3 separate regions of the Sus scrofa genome follow, and all the other regions are linked to region 1. The links are chromatin contacts, called in public HiChIP or PLAC-seq and promoter capture Hi-C maps. All regions are on one chromosome and are shown on one strand. The core of a region is the stretch at or near the end of the contact, and the rest is flanking DNA. Distances in the headings are between cores, read along the strand shown.

Region 1 (4,658 bases), core at 1,197-3,696:
CATAACAATCCTATTTGGTTTTTCTATAAAGTCCTATTTGTAATGTCTATACAGCTACAAATCCACAGAGGTTAAGGACTATGTGACGTGAGTTGTCTTTCAACCTACACTGAGAAGAGCATTAAAAGAGCTGAATGAATGAAGAATTAAAAACAATTTATGAGAGTTCTTAAAGACCAGTCTACATACAATGCTCACTCAGCTATTTGTAAAACAAATTTTATTAAAAACATTAATGCTCGATAAATTACCCCAAAGGTCATTAAAGTACAGACAAAACCTACACTAGAACAATAATTTTACATCCTTTTAAGTCATACATTTGGCCCTATTTTTGGAACAAATTGGCACAGCAAGTATCCAACATGACCTCACCTCCACTTCCCACTCTTTATTCTTTAGGTTTAGAAGGTAAGTATGAAATTCAACTCAATCCTAAAAGACTGCTTCATTTAAGTGCTACATTTTGCCTTGACTTTCTTTATGACCTTGGAAGGAATCTACCAAATAACAACTATTTTGATGTTTCCATGTTTCTGTTTATTAATGAAATTTAATCTGTTTATTAATGAAATTTAATATGCTAACAATGTGGAAGTCTTTTAAACTGAACCTAGAGAGCAGAAAGCCTGAGTTACAAAACATCAAATGATATGTAATGCGAACCACATTTTTAAAACCTAGTTTGACTAGTTAAAAATAAAAAACTACAAAGTTTGGGCCTCAAATTCAACAAGATTGAAAAACAAGTTCTGCAAAACACCAACAGCCTCCTTATTACCTCTCTTTATGGACAACTGGTCTGCAATGTGGAAGAGAAGAAAAAATAAAAGTAGCTTTAACAAGCCATGTCCTTGCTTTTATAAGGATAACAGGTGAACAACAAACGAAAATTTAAAACTTGGCAAAGAATGAGGAGACTGTATATAAAGAAATCTACAATCTGAAAATTACGAAGCTAAGTATCTTTTAAGCTACCAATTTGTATATCTACGTTGGGCAATAATCTTGGTATTACTGCTTTATTAGCATTAGAGAGATAAATCCCTGCCTTGGAGGAACATCTACTAAGTACATGTCATTTCAGAATCTTAGTGCAGTTTACGGGCAGTGTCTCTGTAGGTTTCCCTAAGGTACTCTTAAGGGCTTACCATCATTCAAACATCCAGCTACCGCTAGGGTGAGAAGTAAATAAACACAATTTACTTATGCAATATATTTACCCCGGAATTATAGTCAAGAATGCAAAAGTAAGCACCCATACAGGCATTTAACACCCAAAGAAAGCGTAGAATACTACGGACGATGAGATTCACCCTTAATCGACCACTATAGAAACCAGAGGCCTTCCACATGAGCTGTTCTTTACCAGCACTCTTGATTGAAAAAGTAACAATGTCAACTCAATATTTTAACAGCACAAAAGACAAACAGAACTCAGTGAAATCTTTTCTTCCAGATCCTTAAAAGGTGCTTATAAAAACTAAGAGAGAGCAACGCCCCCCTAAAAACACCTTACTAGAAAAAAAGAAATACCCAAAACATCAGGTGGGTCAGGGTTAGAAAAGCTGATCTAACCCAATTACCCGGAGGGACCACAAGGTTTGGAACTAGGGACGTGAGATCGGGGTGGGGGTGGGTAGGAAAGTGAAATCTAACCCCAGAAATCACAACACAGGCCGCAGCCTGAGAGCTGAAGCTGGCGGGAAGTGAGCTCTCTTTCTGTTCCCAGGGGAAAGTCCAGAGAAGAGAGGCTCCACACAGCGGACGTACGAGGCGCCAACAGTGCCTGCCTACTAAGGCGCCGGAGCCGCTGGAGAACCAGGTTGAGAAGGGGAGGAGATCCCGGCAGACGGCCCTGGGAAGAGGAGGAGGACTAAGGTTGGAAGCCGCGGCAGCGTCTGGACGAGGGGAATTACCTAACTGTGACGACAGAGAAGTGTCCTCAGGCTCCGGCGATGGTCCCGACTGCGCAATGTGCGGTGTCTTTCCCCCTTAGCCCGCAGCAGCAACAGAACCAGCTCCTTCAGCCAGTCGCCATTTCCCGCCTACCGACCTGCTGCACCGCACGGACAGGGACCCGGATGGAAAGCGGCCTCTCCGCGCAGGCGCCTTGACTTCCTCCTCCCCCTCCCGCCACAATTCCGAGAGGTGGGAGGGAAGGAATGCAGGCAGCCACGGCGTAGCGGGCGGGGGGAGCCAAAAAAACAACTTTACTTCCGTGAAGAGCGTTAGAGTTCCCGCCGGCGGAAGAAACTCGCGATCCCGAATTCCTGACAAAAACTGAACAAAGGACCTTGGTACCAAGTGGAGTAACAAGGAAAAAATCTAGCAGGCTACGCCAGTGCCTGGGGGATGTTTGTACTTTAGGGGCCTCCGTAGCTGGTTGTGGAGTGGTCGCAGGGGGAGTAGGGAATAAAGCGTTGGGAGTGGAGAGGCGGGGACCCGAAAGACGGTTTTTCCTCCCACTGCTAACGGAACTGCTTAGGCAGAGCGGGGAGGGGGTGCGCGCCCTAGCCCTGGAGGCGGGGCTTACGAACGCTGAGCGCAACCTGGCTGCTAGGGTTTAGTAACCCGGGTGCGCCAGGTGGGTGGAGCCGAGTGAGAAGGGGTGGTACTTAACGGCTTGGCGCGCTGGAGGAGGAGGTGGTGTGTAGAGAGCAATGCCCGAGGCCAGGTTAAGGCGAATTCTTGGTCTGTCCTGGCGTCCCGGTGGCACCTGAAGAGCCTTTTTCCAGCTCACTGCCTAGAAGGCACAGCAGTTGCTGTGGGTTGTATAAACCTACGCCACGCGTGTTGGCTGTGGTTGTGCTAAGTTAGATCGTAAAAACGAAGGAATTCATACCTGCAGGCCTGGGTCAAAGGACAGCCAACCTCACGCGGTGAAAATGAATCAGTCCCGAGCGTCCAGTGCTAGTGGAATGACAGAAAAGCAAGCATGGTGATTGGGAGAGCATTATCTATTAAAACTCCAGGCCACTCTCGTTATCCAATCAAGAAATATTTATTGAAAAACCACAATGTCTGAGGACCATACTAGATGAGAGGAATGTAACAGTGAACAAGGCAGACGGAAATACTGACTTCCCAGAGTCTGCAAATTGTTGAAGAAGGCAAAAAAACAATTTAAATACCGTGTGATAAAATGATTACAAGAAGGGGTTCTTCACACGCATTGAAAAAGCGCAAGGAAGGGTACCAGTGAGGAGGTCTGGAAACGTTTTAATGAAATGACATGTAAGTGAGATAGGAAGAGTTGATGTTACAAAGGAAGAGTTGATGTTACAAAGGAAGAGTTGATGTTACAAAGGAAGAGTGTCTAGACAAGGAAAAACGAGATGGAAAAGTCCAAAGAGGAGATTGCGTTGAGCATTTGGGGAAGTTGTTCTGTTCTTGGGATGGTGGAAAGAGATGAGGCTGAGGTAAGGACAGAACCTTGTGAATCTGGTTGTTGATGTTTCAAAGTGTGGAGCAGATGAGTTGTCTTCTGAAAGCCTTATATACTACAGATCTTGTGAGAACTCAGAATTCACTTGAGTCCTAAATCTTCCTGGTACAAGAATGCTCTGAATACAACATTTCTTGAGAGGCAGTAGTATACAGTATGTAAAACTGGAAATAGTTCACAAAATAATAGATTTCAGAAAAACTAATTGAAAATCAGAAGATAACTACTGATTGTCCAGTGTGTATCATGGAAAGCAAAAGCATATTAAATAATTACCCCCGATTACTGAAATAATTATTAAATGATTACTACAAGGAGTTGAAAACTTACGTCTACACAAGTGTTTATAGCAGCTTTATTCATAATTGCCAAAATTCAGAGCAACCAAAGTGTCCTTCAGTAGGTGTAGATAAACTGTGGTACATCCATACAATGGAATATTATTCAGCTAAAAATAAATGAGCTATCAAGCCATGAAAGGACATGGAGGAATCTTAAATGTATATTATTAAGTGAAAGAAGTCAATCTGAAAAAGCTATATAACTGTATGATTCCAACTACATGATATTATGAAATACTCAAAACTTTAGAGACAATAAAAAGATAAGTGGTTTCGAGGGGGTTAGGGGTAAAGGAGGAGGCCTAAATGGAACATAAGGGATTTTTAGGGCAGTGAAACTATTCTATATGATATAATAATGATGGATATATGTCATTATACATTTATCCAAATCCACAGGATATACAATAAAAAGTGTGAATCCTGACATAAACTAAGGACTTTGGTTGATAATGTTATGTCACTGTTGGTTTATCAATTATAACAATTCTACACTGGTGCAGGATGTTGATAGGCTGTATGTATGTAGGAATGGGGTAGGTGGGGATGCTCTGTACTTTCTACTCAATGTTGCTGTCAACCTAAAACTGTCCTAAAACGTAAGTCTATTGTTAAGTGTGCTTTGAACGTATGTAAACATACGTATTCAACTGTAAGTTTCATGAACTCTACCCAATCAAATATTTCCAATGACAATTTAGTATCCAAAATAAGATGTTTTGTAAATATAAAGTATGCACTACATTTCAGATTTCGTATAAAAGAATATAAAACATCTCAGTAGTATTCCAAATTGATTACATACTAAAATGATATATTGGTTAAATATCAGGATTTCACTTGATTTTTTATTTTTATTTAAAATTTTT
Region 2 (4,658 bases), core at 1,543-4,042, 630 kb after region 1:
TTCCTAATCGAAAATTTCCACTGTGCCACAAGAATTCCCTGTGCATCAATTCTTAAAACAGCCTATCAAATATGTCTCATCTTACAGCCAAGGAAACAAGGTTGACTTGGCCAAAGATTAACTTTTAAAGTAAATCCAGGGAGTTCCAGTCGTGGCTCAGTGGTTAACAAATCCAACTAGGAACCATGAGGTTGCAGGTTCAATCCCTGGCCTTGCCCAGTGGGTTAAGGATCCGGTGTTGCCATGAGCTGTGGTGTAGGTTGCAGACGCGGCTCAGATCCTGCATTGCTGTGGCTCTGGCGTAGGCTGGCAGCTACAACTCCGATGAGACCCCTAGCCTGGGAAACTCCACATGCCACGGTTGCAGCCCTAGAAAAGGCAAAAAGACAAAAATAAATTAAAAAATAAAGTAGGAGTTCCCGTCGTGGCGCAGTGGTTAACGAATCCGACTAGGAACCATGAGGTTGCGGGTTCAGTCCCTGCCCTTGCTCAGTGGGTTAAGGGTCCGGCGTTGCCGTGAGCTGTGGTGTAGGTTGCAAACGCGGCTCGGATCCCGCGTTGCTGTGGCTCTGGCGTAGGCAGGTGGCTGCAGCTCTGATTAGACCCCTAGCCTGGGAACCTCCATGTGCCGCGGGAGCGGCCCAAAGAAATAGCAAAAAGACCAAAAAAAAAAGGCTTATGAACTGGATTGGTGACATCTATACACATGGCTCCTAAGGAGGTACTGACCTTTCAGCTTTTCATAAGCTACACACACCACAGGGTACAGTAAACTTTGCTGAGACTCTTAAGTGTACTTTGAACACTGCTGAGAACTAGATAAATGAATGAGCCTGGCCTCATTCAGCATCTGAACATGAGTACTCTTTCTTCTACATTGATCCTTCACATACGCTCATTACCCCAACATGTAAATTTTCCACAATAAGATACAATATAAACATACATTGCACTTCATCCAAAATGATAAAACTGCAAGAAAAAGAAGGCATCTTTATTGAAATAAGTTAATCCAGTGGGTATGTCTGAGAAAGCACAAATCAGTTGGTCAGGGCAATAAGAGCCTCTACCACGTTGCCCATGTGTTCTCTCAAACTCCGTTCTGCTGCTGCTCGAGAGATCTCCATCTCTGTCATCTGCAAGAAAAGGATCAATATTAGCTAAGTTTCCTCCAGTGCATTAATGTGGCAGCAAATCATGCTGTTTCAGGAAACAACCCAAATCAAACTAACCTTCCCGGTTCACACACTAGTTAGACATTATTACTCACTATCAGCTCCAGATCTTCCTTCTTGATGGTGACTTTTGCCAGTTCCTTCTCCCTGCAAATATTCATGTACTTTAGTCCTCAATCCCTACCTCCACCTTAAACTCCCAGAAAGGATCATTCCCGGCTGTGCCTTACAAATGACTTGGTAAATACTGCTGACTGAAAATACAAAAAGACTCCCGCCCCCTCACTTAACATCCCATCCCACCCTATCCCATAGAGTATGTCCAGCAGGCAGCAGGCGTTGTTAGGAGGCTTTTCCTTCCACTAACAAAAGAGTAAAATCCTAAATCTTAGATCTGCAGGAATTGATGTTAGAGTTGAAGAACAGTACCAAGTATAAAAAGCCTAACGATGGCTTTTTTATACCCTTCGTCTGGGGGAAAAAGCAGGGGGTGGTAGGGTGATTGCGTGCGTAAGACTTACCGCTCCTGCTTTGCTTTCTGCTCCCGGGACCGCCTATCTCCGATTACGGACATGGCCTATAGAAAAGGCAGATGTAGTTACTGCAAACACCAGTGCCAAGCAGGTGAGGTGTATATTCACGACGAGTGTCCGAGGAACCAGGGCCTATGTTTAATTCAATTCCGTACACCCGAGATCCACTTTCAACCCAATCTCCAAAGCTCCTTTTTGCGAGCGGCGAGCCCCAGTGACGGTTCAGCTTCCCTCTCGCTTCCTCCCACCTCACGGGTCAGGCCACGTCCTGAAGCGGGGCTTCCACTTACAGCCTCAAAGCCTTTTCTCCTCTCATCCCGCCCAGACAAGCTCCCGGCCAACCTCACCGTCTCCAGATTGGAACTCTGGATCTCCTTCTCCTCCGCATAATCGGTGACTCGCTCCAAGTCCGCCGCACCGCTGTCGTGCTTCCGTGGCTTCTCGGGAGGTCGCTCCGGGCCACTGGTCTCAGTCTCCAATTCTAGCTCCACATCCCCCTCGGTCGCCATTTCGATCCCACCGCGCCGCCCCTCAGGCCCGGCCCCGCCTCATGAGGACTTCCGGTAACTGCCCCGCAACTTCCGCCCGGAGAGGAGGCGGGGCTGCCCCTGGACCACACCTTCTTTAGTGCTCTGGTTCTAGAAGCTTCAACGAGGAAACCGGTTGTCTCTTTGACTTCCTTTCCGGCTTGTACAGAGTTGTTTTCTGACAGGCCGTGTCCCAGCCTAACCTGTCATCACTCCAGACTGTCCTCCTCCTCTTCATCTAGATCCGCCCACACACCTCAAGGAATTCTCTTCCAGATGGATAAAGTCTAATCCTAAACCAATTAAGAATGCTAATCTACAGGCCAGATACCAAACCACTCCCTAATCTGAGAAGAACAGGCCCCCGGGGAGAAAGTAGTTTCACAGGGACATTTGCATTTACCACATCCTGGAGGTTGGTGTTCTTTTCCCTCCCCTCCATTCTGCCTTAAACTGGGTGACCAGCCTCAGCACAGTCCAGTGGGCTGATACAAAGGAAAGCGCCTTTCTCATCTACTGTCCATCTGGTGGACCTGGGCCTAATCCCTGGGATAAGGATGGTGGGTGCAAAGGCGGTCACGAGCTCGAGCACCTCTCCCCGCCTGGCGCAGCAACACAGTGGAGTGAGCAGCGTCATACTGAGCCCTCCCTTCTATCAGGTGAGAGGATATTTGGCCAGAGAGCTCCCTAGAGCATGTGCTATCTGAAAAACTGGAAGGAAATAGTGGGGAATCTAAAAAGCTGGGGAGAAAAACCCAGGGGAGCTGTTTAAATAAGGATAGGCCTTCCTTTCCTCTGGGGCCCTTATGCTTCTTTGCCTCTAAGAACATTCATCATTAAACCTCTCCTCCCATGTTCCTGGTACCAGATGTTTAGGTCCAGGGAAGGGTTTGAAGCCAGGTGTGACTTAGGCTTTTGGGAAATTCTGCTCAAGCCAGCAGGTAAGCTCTTATGATGAAAGCGCTACTTGATGTCAGTGGAAGGCAATCCTAAATAGCCTGGAACCAGAGAGTCTGAGAATTCCTGAGTAAAAGGAAAGAAGAGAAGGGAGGGGGAAATTTTGGAATTCAGCCTCATGGGTTAACCTCACACATACATTAATGTAAGCCCTTCCTCAGTAAATCATCTCTGCTTTGCTGCCCTGCACGTGCTCTACCCTCAGGTGTCCTGCTGTGGGCCTGTTTCCTGTACCTGCTGCCGGCATTCTAGGTGGCCTCCTCTCACAGAGTCTCCTTGTAGCCGCCTGTTCTACATTCTCCTCCATGTGGGGGCCTCAGCAGTCTGCTGCCTCCTATTGTCAAGGACAGTAGTGGAAAGAGTCTGGGGCAAGGCACGTGGAGTAAGTGGGAGAATAAAAGGAGAAACCCTAAGATAGACAAAAGATTTGGATGGAGGGAAATGAGTGGACATACTCATGGAAGTAGGTGTAACGATTCACCCAGCCATTTCTCACATGTATCTTCCCTCCAGATCCAGATGCCCTCAGGGCTGTGTGCCCATCTGTTTGGCCATTCTCACTGCCCAGTTCTCAGTGGCTCTGGGGCTGTGTACCGAGTATGTGCAGGAACTGCCACCTTCCACCTGCTACAGGCTGTGCTGCTGGTCCACCTCCACTCCCCCACCAGCCTGCGAGCACAGCTGCATAATAGGTTTGTGTGTACTCTTTAGGTGGGGAGAGGATGGGGAGGTAAGTACACATAAGCTGAGCAAAGGAAATTCCAAGATGGAGTAATAGCACTGTAAAGAGACAGAAAATAAGTTAAGTCCCTGCTTCTACTATACCTGCCATATGACCACAAGCCACATACTTATCCTCTTTGAGCTTCTAGTTTCTAAAATGGAGATAACAGTGGGGTTACTATATACAAGCCCTCTGTCAATGCTAAACATTGTCCAGATGTTATTTAGATATTTGAGAGTCAGAACTTTACACAGGCTGTGAGGGACCTGTCTCCAGTCCCTTACATGGGACTGATTCTTCCCCTCCTATACTTAGTTGTCTCTTTTCTCCCCTTTTCTATAGTTTTCCTTTTCCCTTTGCATTCCTCCTTTGCTTTTCTTCTGAGTCTGGTTTTCTCTTTCCCTCCTAACCAGCTTCTGGGTCCTCAAGCTGCTGTTCCTGCTAGGTCTCTGTGCTGTTGCTTTCTGCATCCCTGATGAGCATCTCTTCCCAGGTACCTTCCATCTCATCCTGATCGGCAAGAGTGAGCTAAAAGTTTTTCTAAGGAAAAAAAGAGGGTAGCAAGAGGACCAGGAGTTAACAATATGATCAGCTAGTTTTCCACTGATGCTTCACTTGCAGTCTGGCATTACATTGGCATCTGTGGAGGCTTTACATTCATCCTGCTGCAGTTGGTGCTTATTACAGCCTTTGCCCATTCTTGGAACAAGAACTGGTAAGGAGCACATAACCCTCAAGATTT
Region 3 (4,658 bases), core at 1,498-3,997, 620 kb after region 1:
TGTTAGAATTCTTATCTAATAGGGATTTGGGGCGCGTAAATTGGTCCGGCTTGTAGTTACTGAGTGAAAAGGGGACAAGATACACCTTAGCTGTTTTTCCTAAAACTGTAGTTTGTACCGGTCTCAGAGATACATAAGCGATGTTTTGGTTTTCCTTATATTCATTCACCTATTCAGGTCAATAAAGGAAAAGAGAGTATTAAAATTCCAGGTCTTAAGCCTTTTCTTTCAGATCTTTGTAAATAAACCTAATACCTATTTCATAATGACAACATAAATCCAAACTGATGATATCCTGTAAGGAAACTTTTTTCCGTCCAAAATCTAGATACTCAATTCATTAACTTGAATAGAATTATTTACTATACTAGGCACATTTCTTACCCATAAGTCTGCCAGACAAATAATAAAAATAACTACAATCTGTAATTGAAGAGACCGAGGAAACCAGAATAGTTTCAAGAGCCGAAAGCTGACCATCACTACTGCAAAAGCAAATGCACACTTTCTGATCCCATCATGAAACTATTTCTGGAATTAGTGATAAGGACTTTCCTCAATGCTGATAGGCCTAGTTTCCATAGAGGAAAACCAGGACAGGCATCTCTGCTATCTTTTGGAGCAACACCCCAGAAAAACCCGTTAAACTGAGACAAGCCCCATAAAGCGGGAAAGTTTGACAAGTCCTCCTGTCCTCCTCGGCCTATGCCGGGCAGATCCCTCACGAAGACTGAGGCAGGAACACACCCGAAAGCAACAAGCCGTTTCTCACATTCACCTGCAGCCGCTGTCTGGAGCCTGCCTTCTCCTCGGCCTCCGCGCGCGGTCCAAACATCTTTCCGCAGTTTAGCTGCTGGCGTCTTCCCGCCAAGATTGCGGCAGGAGGTGGGGATGGGTGGGGTCGGGAGGGGAGGGGCGGGGTCGGGAGGGGAGGGGCGGGGCCCGGGGCAGGGGAAGCCGGGCGGCGCAGGCGGGTTCGGATCCCAGCCATTGGGAGGGGGAGGGGGCACGGGGCATTACGTTAGTAGCTTAAGGAGGCTAGCTTGGCAGCCTCATCCCAAACTCAAATTCTTTAGGGAAATGTAGAAGCCAAATCGGCATTTTTACCTTGGATCCAGGTGATTTTGATGCTGCTGATGTCAGTATCTCACTTTGAAGAACACCTGCACTTCTGCTAAGGAAAAACCACCTTGCCTAGCACTGTGAGCTTGGAGAAGATTCAGATGCACTTAGATGTCGTATGAAATAAAGAGGAAATGAAATCGAAACCAACATGCAGCCTTTTACCTTGACTCCTAGTTCCTTGTAACCCCACCACCAGAAAACTATGCCCTATGGCTACCTTATTATCTTCTCCCTAGGAAAGGAAGCATTTTGATATTTTTTCAAGAGCCAATAACAAGCTGGTTTAATTTCACCCACAAGTTAACTAAGCTGGTTTAAATTTTGCCCACCAGTTAGGATTCTAGTAATGACCTTACAAAGCCCCAACACTGGGAGAAAGTTCTCAATAGCTTCTGTATCACAAAAGCACCAAATGTAAGACTTTAGGGCACTGCATTTAAGAGTTACAGTCATATCAAACTTTTTTTTCTATTCTCTAGATGTCCGTGAGCAGAAACAACTAACTGCCTTCCCATCAGATTTACTCCTTCTGAATAGCACGGTTTTGAAGCTGATAAAATTATAATACAAATTTCTATTTGCTCTATTTTTACAGTCCTTTTCTTTCCAGCTCAAAATTGCTCCTTTGATGGCTTACTTGAGTCATCCATTGTTCCTTAATGGAGATTTGCTCAATTGTATTTCTCCCAGCCTAAGCCCAATTTTAGAACACAGATGAAATAATTTTAGAACGAATCCTTCAAAGCCCTTCAGGAACTTTCACACTCCTCAAATGAAAAATTACTGATAAAATCAAACTTTTCATAGTGTCTAATATATATACCATGCAATTTCTGTACTTCAAGACTTTGCTCATGTGTCCCTTCCCTCCCCACCACAGCAGTTATAAAATCCTTTCTACACTGAATGTGTTTTGACTTTCAATTAGCCTATGTTTTTTACACAGCCCAGCAAGTAAATTGGGATTGTTTCTGATATTACTGTAAAAGCCCTTGAAGACTTCCTAAATAAAATTCAAGTATTTGGAAGACATAAGCCTTTTAACAATGCTCCATACTCCTTAGAGCTAAACGAGGTAAATACAGCAAGTGCTTAATAATTACTTATGGACTTTCATATACAACCATTCCAGCCAAGAATATGTTTTAATAGGCAGTCTCTAGAAAGGAAAGAACTGAAACGCCTAAGAGTGTTTGGATTTCAGGCATTGTTCTAAGCCGTTTAGGGGATTTTTTTTTCCTGCCACTGGTCTAAATTAGCACCACTTGCCCTGACGTAACCCAAAAATATCGCACTACAAACCGCTCGGTCTCATCAAGTGAGAAAATCAGGTGCTATTAGCAGGATTTCTATTTCGATTTAACTCTAATTCTTAGCTTTCAACAATCTGAACACACTGTCCTTCTCTAACTCCTCGGTTTCTTCTTCATCACTTTGCCATTTTCCTCGGCTTCAAACGAACCTAATCAGCGAAACCTTTAATTCGGGTCTTCCGCGGACCTCAGAGTCTTAACCGCAAAGTCCAGAGAGCCATTTCCCGCCAGAAGTGGCGTCCAAATACCGCGAGACTAAGGTCGACAGGGAGTTTATGAGCATGCGCAGTAACAGACTCCACGGACTTTGGCTCCCTGACGTCCTCCACAATCCCACAATCCTCTAGTCGTACATTTCCTGTTTTTCTAGCTCAGCCGTAAGTGGTGTTTCTATCAGTACGCAGCAGTGTCCAGTGGCCTCTGGTGCGGAGGATTTTCTGTTCGTTGACGTTGTACCTGTTCACAGTTTGGAATCAGTCAAGTTTTGGAATCACCGCCGCTGCCATCAAAATGTCGGTCCCAAGCGCACTCATGAAACAACCGCCTATTCAGTCTACGGCTGGGGCCGTCCCGGTTCGCAATGAGAAAGGTACTGTGTTGAGCTGTTTTCCAGTCGGATCTTACTTGTTTCCCTAGCATATTCCAAACCGACCCCGGGCCCACCACCTCAGCCCCAGCGATCCTTAAGACCTTGCCCCCTATTTCTTTCGCCATCAAACTCGCATCCAATCGCGTTGCCTAGAAGGGAAAAAAACACCCACACTATTTCCACCTCATCTTGTTCCTAGAGCCTGTCGGTTCACTCCTACAGCAAGCATCCTCTTCCCTTGGCCTCCACCAATAAACTAGAGTAATAAATAAAGTGAACGCTTGCTGTTTGGAAGGCGTTGTGCGGGATACAATCCCAGTTTTGTTATCCATAATCTGTTTATGCTTTTATAACTCTTACTGTAATTATGTGTCCATCTCTCTCTACTGCATCATAAACTCATAGATTCCTCAAGGCAGGAACCCTCTCTTATTAAACTTTTTAATCCCTTTCAACCAACGCAGTGACTGTATTTGTTAAATTTAATACAGAGACAGTACCCCTAACCTTAAGGAACTCATAGTAGACGTGATTCATGCAAAAAGAGACCTATTCTAAGCAAGTGTGCAGTCTTTCGCACCCCTAATACTGTTACATAGGTGATGTAAACCAAGCGCTTTGAATAATCTCTTCAGACTGGGGTACTCAAGTTGATCTTTAAAGGATAGGTTTGATTCCAGTGAGTGCAGATGGATGAAGCAACACTGTACCTGTTTAGGGAGTCAGACTGAAAAGTCAAGAGTTTTTTCAGTAAGATATTTGGAAAATAATATCACTTCTTTCCTGTTTTTTAAATATAAGGTACTTATCCTTGTGTAACCTGCCTTTTTTTTTTTTTTTCCTTAAACTCTGTGGTTTTTTGATAAGTGCCTTTGGATACATGGAGATCTTATTAATTTAACTGCTTATGAGGTCTATTATATGGAGTTTGTTCCCTGCTGAGGGACAATTAGCTGTTTTGTTACTTTTTTTCCTCTTACACACAGCGCTGCAGTTATCATTCTTTAGTGCACTGCCTTAAGAATTTTAGGGTAGACTCCTAGAAGTTCTTCATCAATTAACTACCTATTGCCATTTGCTCTCCACAGTGGATTGTAAGAGCATTGAAAGTTTTTATTTCCTGTTATATTACCCACAATCTTGGTTGTATGAGATTTTTTTTATTTGCCCGATCTAATGGGTGTGAAACAATAGCACGTTATTTTAATTTGCAATTTCCTGAGTCCAGGATTACTAGGCATCTTGTTTGTGTGTTTATCATCTCTCTAGGTGTTGTCTTCTATGAATTATCTCTTTCAATTACCCATTTTCTATTTAGTTTGTTCTGACACATCCCAAATCTTTTTTTTTTTTTTTTTTTTTTTTTTTTTTTTTTGTCTTTTTGCCTTTTCTAGGGCCACTCCTGTGGCACATGGAGGTTCCCAGCTAGGGGTCCAATAGGAGCTGTAGCCGCCGGCCTATGCCACAGCCACTGCAACTAGGGATCTGAGCCGCGTCTGCGACCTACACCACAGCTCACGGCAATGCCGGATCCTTAACCTACTGAGCAAGGCCAGGGATCGAACCTGAAACCTCATGGTTCCGAGTCAGATTCGTTAGCCACTGTGCCACAATGGGAACTCCCCCAAACT

The links. Promoter capture Hi-C pulls out the DNA fragments that hold promoters and counts their contacts. HiChIP or PLAC-seq counts read pairs in DNA pulled down with a chosen protein or histone mark.
Region 2: a contact with region 1 is called in an H3K27ac HiChIP or PLAC-seq map of alveolar macrophages. The contact joins the promoter of SERINC4 here to the promoter of CTDSPL2 in region 1. A contact is called at or near these places in 1 of 5 promoter capture datasets (fetal skeletal muscle), 1 of 47 Hi-C or Micro-C datasets (heart right ventricle) and 1 of 2 datasets of contacts at active chromatin or transcription factors (alveolar macrophages).
Region 3: a promoter capture Hi-C map of liver shows a contact between it and region 1, with 4 times the contacts expected there. The contact joins the promoter of MFAP1 here to the promoter of CTDSPL2 in region 1. A contact is called at or near these places in 1 of 5 promoter capture datasets (liver), 1 of 47 Hi-C or Micro-C datasets (heart right ventricle) and 1 of 2 datasets of contacts at active chromatin or transcription factors (alveolar macrophages).

The regions. Positions count from the first base shown.
Region 1 is chr1:127,123,301-127,127,958 of Sscrofa11.1, forward strand. It overlaps CTDSPL2 (CTD small phosphatase-like protein 2), which reads right to left and starts at 2,447. Exons shown (of 13, transcript XM_021096524.1): 1 at 1,920-2,447.
Region 2 is chr1:127,757,582-127,762,239 of Sscrofa11.1, forward strand. It overlaps SERINC4 (serine incorporator 4), which reads left to right and starts at 2,793. Exons shown (of 10, transcript XM_013993067.2): 1 at 2,793-2,894; 2 at 3,706-3,884; 3 at 4,330-4,450; 4 at 4,538-4,631. The coding sequence starts at 2,793.
Region 3 is chr1:127,738,660-127,743,317 of Sscrofa11.1, forward strand. MFAP1 (microfibrillar-associated protein 1) reads left to right here and starts at 2,748. Exons shown (of 9, transcript XM_001928118.5): 1 at 2,748-3,027. The coding sequence starts at 2,949. WDR76 (WD repeat-containing protein 76) reads right to left here and starts at 2,690. Exons shown (of 15, transcript XM_021096581.1): 1 at 2,588-2,690; 2 at 1,108-1,207; 3 at 779-860; 4 at 1-169. The coding sequence starts at 835.